2 separate regions of the Bos taurus genome follow, and region 1 is linked to region 2. A link is a contact called in public Hi-C data. All regions are on one chromosome and are shown on one strand. The core of a region is the stretch at or near the end of the contact, and the rest is flanking DNA. Distances in the headings are between cores, read along the strand shown.

Region 1 (4,179 bases), core at 350-2,849, 46 kb after region 2:
GTCTCTTCACACTTCACTTATCAGGCAGGAAAATCCACCCCAATTTTTTGTTTTTGTTTTTTTTTAATTTTGTTCCCAATTTATCTGCTGTTTTTATTTTTTTATGTATTTTATTTTATTTTTTAACTTTACAATATTGTATTGGTTTTGCCATATATCAACATGAATCTGCCACAGGTATACACGTGTTCCCCGTCCTGAACCCTTCTCCCTCCTCCCTCCCCGTACCATCCCTCTGGGTCATCCCAGTGCACCAGCCCCAAGCATCCAGTATCGTGCATCGAACCTGGACTGGTGACTCGTTTCATATATGATATTATACATATTTCAATGCCATTCTCCCAAATCATCCCACCCTCTCCCTCTCCCACAGAGTCCAAAAGACTGTTCCATACATCAGTGTCTCTTTTGCTGTCTCGTACACAGGGTTATTGTTACCATCTTTCTAAATACTGTTTTTAAAAAATCCTTTCCTTTTCTATAACCTCATCCTTGTTGAGCGGCACACAAGAAGGATGGAACTAGACAGCCTACCACTGCCCACTTTCTCAGTGTCTTAAGCTTCCATAAAAATCAGCCCAAAGGCCCAGAGATGAAGCCCTGAGGATTAGTGGAGTGGAGTCAAGATAGGCAGGCGGGATAGGAGCCATTGCTGTGTACTGATTTCCTTGCGGGTTTTCCTGGGGCCTGAACAGCCCGGCGCCTCTTGGTGGTGGGGTTTACACTCCATGGAGGCAGAGGAAAGGGGAAGAGGGCAGCCTGCCTGGAGAGCAGCCTGCGTGCCTTAGGGTCTAGAGGGGGGCACAGTCTGTGAGTCTGTACAGAGCCTCTGAGTGTCAGTGACTTAAACACTAAAGCTGCCTGTAATCCTCTAGATTAAAAGGTGTCTTTAGTCTTCTATTCCAACTGCATATGTGTATAAACACATAAAAGAAGGTGACAAAACAGAAATGTCCAATTTTAGGTTCTACATACAAAGAAGAGCAGGCTTTTAGAGTTGTTTTGGCTAAGCTCACTTATTTTTAAAGTAAGCATCATCTTTATCATTATTCTGCAGGTTAATTGCTTTTAGGATTATTCATAACAACATCAGCCTTCTCTTTTGCTATCAGCATGCCCACACACAGTTTTATTGATATATACATGTGTATAATATCTGTATGACATGAAAAAAATCTATTATAAGCCTTTTCCTTAAGTTACAAATGTGGTATAATTCCTGAAGTACTTTGAAAGGAAGCCCTCTTTAACCTTCTCAGATCCATCTGCAATTTGGAGAGTTTTTTATTATCTAGAGTTGAATGTAAAACCAATGAAAGTGCAAACATCCCAGTCCAAAGCTAGATTTGCTTTTTACTGGGAAGAGTCTTGCCATCAGCCAGCTTCTGCCTGTCTTGTCGACTGTGCGCTCCCGGTGCCTTGAACAGTAAGACCAGCTCAAATATCTGCTGGTCTGAGGTTCTGCTCACAGCCAGGCTCTCAGCCCATCGGGGTGACTGGGGAGCAGTGCCCTGCTTGTCAGCCTCAGGGCAAGAGCTGCTGTCACCGCTGAGTCACAGCAGGGGGGAAGTGTGGCCGCGGATGGGGTGGCCCGGGACGGGGCCCCTCCCAGGCCCCCCTGCCTGGTGCTCTGCTCTCCTGAGTCACGCAGATGTGGGCCCTGCGGGGCTGTCAGATGTCTGCTTTTGAACTTCATATAATCTCCCGAGCCTAATGCCTTCCTGGGGGCCAAAGACACCCAGTCTAAAGTGAAGACGGGGAAAGAGGCTGAAATAATCTTGGCTATCAGTCTTGACTATCTACTCTTGAGGGATGTATATATGAATTCTTGTCAAATTCTGAAGTGTATACAAATGTCACTCCAACGAAATCAGCAACTGGGTCTTTCCCTGACCAGACAGAAACTCCCTAAACACAAGAAGAAACTCTGCTCCCATGATGGTCCATGAGCCACGAGTCACCAGCAGCCACTTAACCATGCTCCTCAGGCTCCTGGACATCATTTTGTCCACGTGTCAGAGAACTCAGGGATGGGTGAGAGGTGCGGGGAGGCCATCAGCTTTTTCCTAACCCAAGTCTGCGGAATGCCTGTCCTCAGGGTCCCAGCGGAGGTCAAGACAGCTCTGTGAGAGTCCTACTTAGAGGCCCGACGGAGAGTTTAGAGGCTCTGACCGGCACTGACCCCGCACATGTGCTGAGTGCCAGGCTCACGTGCCTGAAGCCATGAGTTGCACAACTCAAACCAGAGGGACTTCCTCCATCTCTGGGGAGCACCTGCAGACTTTATTGGGCTCAGGCATGTCGGACTCTGCAACCCCATGGACTGTAGCCCGCCAGGCTCCTCTGTCCATGGGATTCTCCAGGCAAAAATACTGGAGGGGTTGCCACGCCCTCTCCAGGGGATCTTCCCGACCCAGGGATCGAACCTGGGTCTCCTGCATTTACCACTGTGCCACCTGGGAAGCCCCAGACTTACTTAGCAGTTATATTTACTTTTTCATTTCCTGGGAAATTTTTACTGAATGATTTAGATCTAAGTTAGTAACTCATTGGCACGCTCTTGGAAATCTTTCTGTAATTTGTCTTTGGGCCACAGGTGGAAACACTTGGGACTGTTTTGCCTGGTCACTCAAAGAGGAAGAAACAGTTTGGGACTCAGTCACACCCTATGAGAACCATGAGCTGCCTGGGTTTTGGGGAACCAGGGTGTTCTGTGGTGGGACAGTTACTGGGCTTTTTTTGAACCTCACACCCACACACTCGGCACAAACTAGCCTTGTGGTTGGAAATCCAGGCAGGAAGGAAGGTAGACACTCACCCCAACCCCTCCCCCAGAGCTCACTAGTCAGGGGACTAAAGCAGGGCAGGTGGTTCAGCCAATGCGGGCAGAAGACTCAGGTCTCCCTGACGATGCCCAGAGGACAGAAGTCTCCAAGAGAGGGCAGCCCTGCTCTTTCCAGAGCTACCGTGGTCCCTTCCAGACATGCCGCTCATCTCCGAAGTCAGAGCAGACGGAGTCCTGTCACCCTGGATGGACGCTAGTGCAGCTCACAGGGTCATGGGATCCTGAGAACGTGGCCGCACCACGTTAGGTCAGATAATGGACGTAGAATTGTCCAGGTTCAATGTCCAGGGGGAAAGTACTCACGTTAGAAACATTTGAGTATATGTATATAAGTATAGGGACTTCCCTGGTAGCTCAGCTGGCAAAGAATCGCCTGCAATGCAGGAGACAGAGGTTTGTTCCCTGGGTCAGGAAGATCTTCTGGAGGGGGGCATGACAACCCGCTCCAGTACTCTTGCCTGGAGAATCCCATGGACACAGGAACCTGGCGGGCTACAGTCCATGGGGTCACAAAGAGTCGGTCATGACTAAGCGACTAAGCACAGCACAGCACATATAAGTATAAAGTTATAAAGCATATAAATTATGTATTACTAATAAATATATTTTTTAACTGGCATGCATGCATACTAAGTTGTTTCAGTTGTGTCCAACTCTCTGTGACCCCATGGACTATAGCCCACCAGGCTCCTCTGTCCATGGGATTCTCCAGGCAAGAATACTGAAGTGGATTGTCCTCCTCCAGGGGATCTTCCTGACCCAGGGATTGAACCCACATCTCTCACGTCTCCTGCACTGGCAGGCGGGTTCTTTATCACTATTTTAAGTGGGTAGAAGAATATATACATACATATGTGTGTGTATATATATATATATATATATATATGCATATATATGTGTTTTTATTTTACAAGGCCAGAGTTAATTTACTCTGAGAAAACACACAAAGAAATGAAACATAAAAAAAAACCAGGTGCAGATGAAGTAAGGCCCCATGTACATTTGCTGACTGTGCAGCAGTTGCTACAGTTGAATTTGACATTTAACCTGGAGCTTCCCAGCTGCCTGATGGAAGTGAGACCTCATCAGCTTCTCCATGAACAGGGCAGGTGGCGTCGACTCCCCCTCCCCACCTTTTAGCGTGTGGTCTGGGGCAATGTCCGTCCTCATCTGTCTGTGTGTCGGCCTCCTCGCCAGCACGTGGAGGTGACAACAGAACCACTGTGAGTGACTATCGAGCGGACACCTCGGGGCTTGCAGGCGCCCCACCCCTGTCTGCCGCAGTGACAGCTGCTGTTTTCAGACAGACGTCTGCGTGTGCTCCTCGAAGGAAG
Region 2 (3,978 bases), core at 1,089-3,588:
TGCAGTCTGGTCTGCCGGACAGTATTTAATTTCCTGACTTCCTTCAGTTTGGGTAATTTGGAGATTTAACTGGACTGAATAAAAATGTACTGTGTGTACCATGCAGGAAACTTTGTGCTCCCTGCTCCAACATGAAGTGCGGAAGGCTCCTTCCTCTCATCATATGAAGAGCAGTGGGAGATAAGGGGAGCGGTCATATAACTTGCTCAGAAATATCCGAGACAGTGAGGTTTGGATAGTTTATCTTTTACCTGTCAAAAGACCCATTTCAATTTTATTGAAACGAATAACATAAACCCCTGTCACTGTGCTCACAGACGCAAGACCATCTTCATGTGAAGTGTGCCCCACAGCCCCAAGGGGGAGCGCCCCCCTCTGCCTCCTTCACGCTGGTTCCTCCCACCAGCACGTGGGGCCCTCCAAACACCCATTCATCACTTTATGGTGTTCCTTGCTCCCTCACGTACACTGTCCTTGAAGTTCCCATGAATCAGGGGGCATTACATCCCCAAATACATGCATGGTGGGATTTTATAAACACTATAAGGACAGTTTTAACTGGAACTTGGCAGGTCTGCCATTTGCAGAGATGGCTGTTGGCATCTGTGAAGTTTCTACAAGCAGGAAGCAGGGCAAACATTGCTGTCTCCCTGTGGCCTGGGCTCCCCGGTATTCAGCCTTCACTGACCTCTGCAGGTCAGAAGGCTGTCCTCCTATTTCCTGGTCACCCCAGGAAGACATCTGGGGGAAGAAGATGAGATGTGGTTTATGATGCTAAAGTGAAAGTCACTCAGTCATGTCCAACTCTTTGCAACCCCATCGACTGTAGCCCAGCCAGGTTCCTCTGTCCGTGGGATTTCCCAGGCAAGAATACTGGAGTGGGTGGCCATTCCCTTCTCCAGGGGATCTTCCAGACCCAGGGATTGAACCGGGGTCTCCTGCATTGCAGGTGGATTTTTCACTATCTGAGCCACCTAAAACTGTCTCCCACATGGAACCCAGTATATATGGGGGGGGTGCAGTTTAAGAGTGACTGGAGTCAGGGACCTGGGAATCAGGGAGCTTCTGGGGTCAGTCAGTGCCCTGAGCGTCCTTGGATTCCTCCGGCTCCCCTACCCGCACCCAGCCACTCTCTACTGCAAGGAGGGAAGGCCCCACGGAAAACCGGGAAACAGGCAAACTTCGCCTTCTGATCGGCCAGCGTTGCTGCTCAGCTGTCTTCCTGACCTCCCCTCTCCAACTCCAGAAACCCCCAGACGAATCTTTTCCGAGGAAAGAAGCAAACATTTCTGCGGTGGTGGACACAGTTCTGTTGGCATCACCAGCACTGGGACGTGGTTCCCAGATTCCCGGCTTGTGAGGGCTGGCTGGGACAAGGGGCCCTGAAGCCACACTGGGAGGTGGCTCTCCTGGCGCGCGGCCGGCCCAGGGGACCCGGGCTGAGCCTCGCCAGGGGTCAGACTTCCGCTCCCTGGGGTAAACAGGGAGGGTCCCCGCCGGCTCCCACAAAGCATCAGATCAGACCCCCGACCCGGAATCTAAGTCGTGAGGACTCCAGCATATCCGCCAGCGTCTCCCCCCACGCCTCCTACTTTTCCACCATCAGGAGGTTGAGAATCCGGGTTGAGGGTGAGGGGAAGGGCCATCTGACTGTGTGCAGGTGACTGATGTCCAAAGGACAATCTTCCTTCGGACCAAGAGCGTGACACTGACCACAAGCCAACAGATGCTCAGGCCGCAGACCCCAGGGCGCGCCCTCCCACTGTGGCGCCGCTCTCCAGCGGAGCACCAGTCTGTACGCTGGATGCACGAGGACCCCCGGGAGCTCTCAAGGGGCCAGTCTTGCGGCGGCCCCGAACCCCGAGCCGGTGCAGCGGAGTCAGCCGGGCGGCCGCGCTTGGCCCCTCGCCGCCAGCGGAATGGGGCGTGGAGCAGATGCTATCGCAGGTCCCTCCCCGCGCTCGGGCGGGGTGGTTCGGCGGCTCAGCCGCGAGCGGAGGCTCTAGAGCCGCAGTTCAGCCCGGGCCGGAGTCCGCGCCGCACAGGGCAGCCCCACGCGGGGCCCGCGTGCGCCCGGAGCCCGCGAGGCGGAGCCGCGGGGAGGTGGTCGGCGCGCGGGCGGCAGGTGGGAGGCCCGGCTCCCGTCGGCAGTGTTTACCTGGCTCGCAGGAAGCCCGGGAGGCGGGGGAGGAGCGGCGGGCGCGCCCGGCCCTCGGAGCAGCAGCCAGACTGCGCCGCCGCGCCAGCAAGGACGAGTCTGCGGCCCCGGAGACCGCGGCCCCGACCCCGAAGGCGGCGCCGGAGCCCCGGGACCCCGCGCGCTTGGGGCCCGGGCGGTGGGAGGCGGCCCGGACCCCGCGGTGCCCTCAGCCTGGAGAGACGATCGCCGCGCGGTGGGTGACCTCGCCGAGGGCAGGTGGGTGCCTTTGTCTGCGCCCTCGGAGCGGGGACGCGGGGACGGGGCGCGGGGCTCCATCGGGCGGCAGCGCAGGTGGCGGCAGGTGGCACCCGGGTGGCCACTCTGCGAGGGGTGGGCGCGGGTGTAGACGCCGATCCGGAGCGGCGGGGCTGTCCCCGACGGGTGTCCAGGTGTGGGCAAGGCCGGGTCGGGGGCCGGGGTCGCGGGCAGAGCGTAGGAGGCGCTCGGGGTGGAGTTTTGGGTGGGAGGTGGCAAAGGTCAAGGAGGCCACCCTGGGCGGTGCGGGACCGCTGCCTGGGCAAGCTTTAGGGCAGGCCGGGGTCCCCGCCGCTTAACGTGCTCCGTAAGGATACGTCTGGAGCTTACCCCGGACTCCTGCCTGTCCCCTCCCCCAGCCCGGGCGAAAACCAGTTTCCCTTTGAGCGCCGAGGGCGGCGACAGGCAACGCTCCGGGCTTCCGCCTTCCGGAGGCCTGGCCTGGCTCCGCCGCGCCGCAGCGTCCACCTGCTCTCACCTGCGCGCCTGGCGCCCGGGTGTGAAGCCCCTCTGGGCCCGGGGACTGGCCGGCGTCCCGAGGGTACCGCGTGCTCTGCACGATTCCCGGGCACCCGGTGGCTCTGGCTCCTCTGGACTGCTGGGGGCACTGTCTCGTTTCTCCCAGGGTCTCCTTTCTCCTCTCCTTTCGGAAGGCAGAGGTGGGTTTGGAGAAGCCTTAGAGTTTCTCTGGGGATCTCAGTAGGACTCTGGCAGGAAACAAGCGCCTTTGGGTTCCTGGTTCTCTGTTTTCCAGTCGCGACAAGGTGAGGGAACCCATACCGTGACTTCACTTAACCTCTGCGGCGCGGCTGCAGTGTGGGCAGTCGCAGACCCGGTTGGGGGCGCTGGCTGTTCTGACAGGGACTCCACACCTGGCCTGGAGAGATTCTCAGAGGGCGCTTTAGGGTGTGTCCTATTTAAGACCTGTGGCTTTTGGACAAGACCCCCAGCTCAGGGAAACGGTTTGCAGAGTGTGGCCCAGGGGTCTGGGACACCCCGTGTCGGGCTCCGTCCTGCCCCCGGCTCCCTGGCAGAGTCACACCGGAGTGCTGGGGGCCTTCATGGACGTGGGGAGCTGAGTGGGGTGCAGACCCAGCCGGAGCCAGGCCTGAGCAGCCCTTCAGGAAGGGATGGTCAGCACTGGGACGCAGCCTCACAGCTGTTTCTCCCAGTTCAGGGGAGGAGCCGTCAGTCCTCCTATTTTTTTTTTTTTTCCAAATGGGATAAACCAAAACCTGAAAGGAGGGAATCCAGTTAAATATTATGTAAAATGGTGGCTGATAGTAGCTCCCAATGGTTTAACTGTTCCGAAATGACTACCTTTACTAACTCAGGGTTAAACAAAAGCTCTTTGGTTCAAATTCACTTTAAAAACTTTCCAAAGTATCCCATTTCTGCCCAAAGACAAGAACACTTTGAGTCACTTGTGCTGTGATTTGGTGTTGAACCGCTCCAGCCTGGTTTGGGTCGGGAATGGCTCTGGCCACTTGCCCTGAGCAAAGGCATCTGTGAATGTGGAAAAG

What was found. Hi-C and Micro-C count contacts between places; a contact is called where the count stands out from the background.
Region 1: a contact with region 2 is called in a Hi-C map of an unstated tissue, with 4 times the contacts expected there. The contact joins the enhancer-like site here to the promoter of MBP in region 2. A contact is called at or near these places in 2 of 11 Hi-C or Micro-C datasets (skeletal muscle and an unstated tissue).

The regions. Positions count from the first base shown.
Region 1 is chr24:2,268,807-2,272,985 of ARS-UCD2.0, forward strand. All of the region lies in intron 3 of MBP (myelin basic protein), which reads left to right. Among named protein-coding and RNA genes, the nearest start is that of MBP, 46 kb to the left of the region's middle. Within about 2 kb of position 1,600, at least 20 of the 102 cell types and tissues checked have an H3K27ac peak or open chromatin away from gene starts, as enhancers often do. A contact at or near this core is called in skeletal muscle, where this site is marked.
Region 2 is chr24:2,222,125-2,226,102 of ARS-UCD2.0, forward strand. MBP (myelin basic protein) reads left to right here and starts at 2,339. Exons shown (of 9, transcript NM_001206674.1): 1 at 2,339-2,416.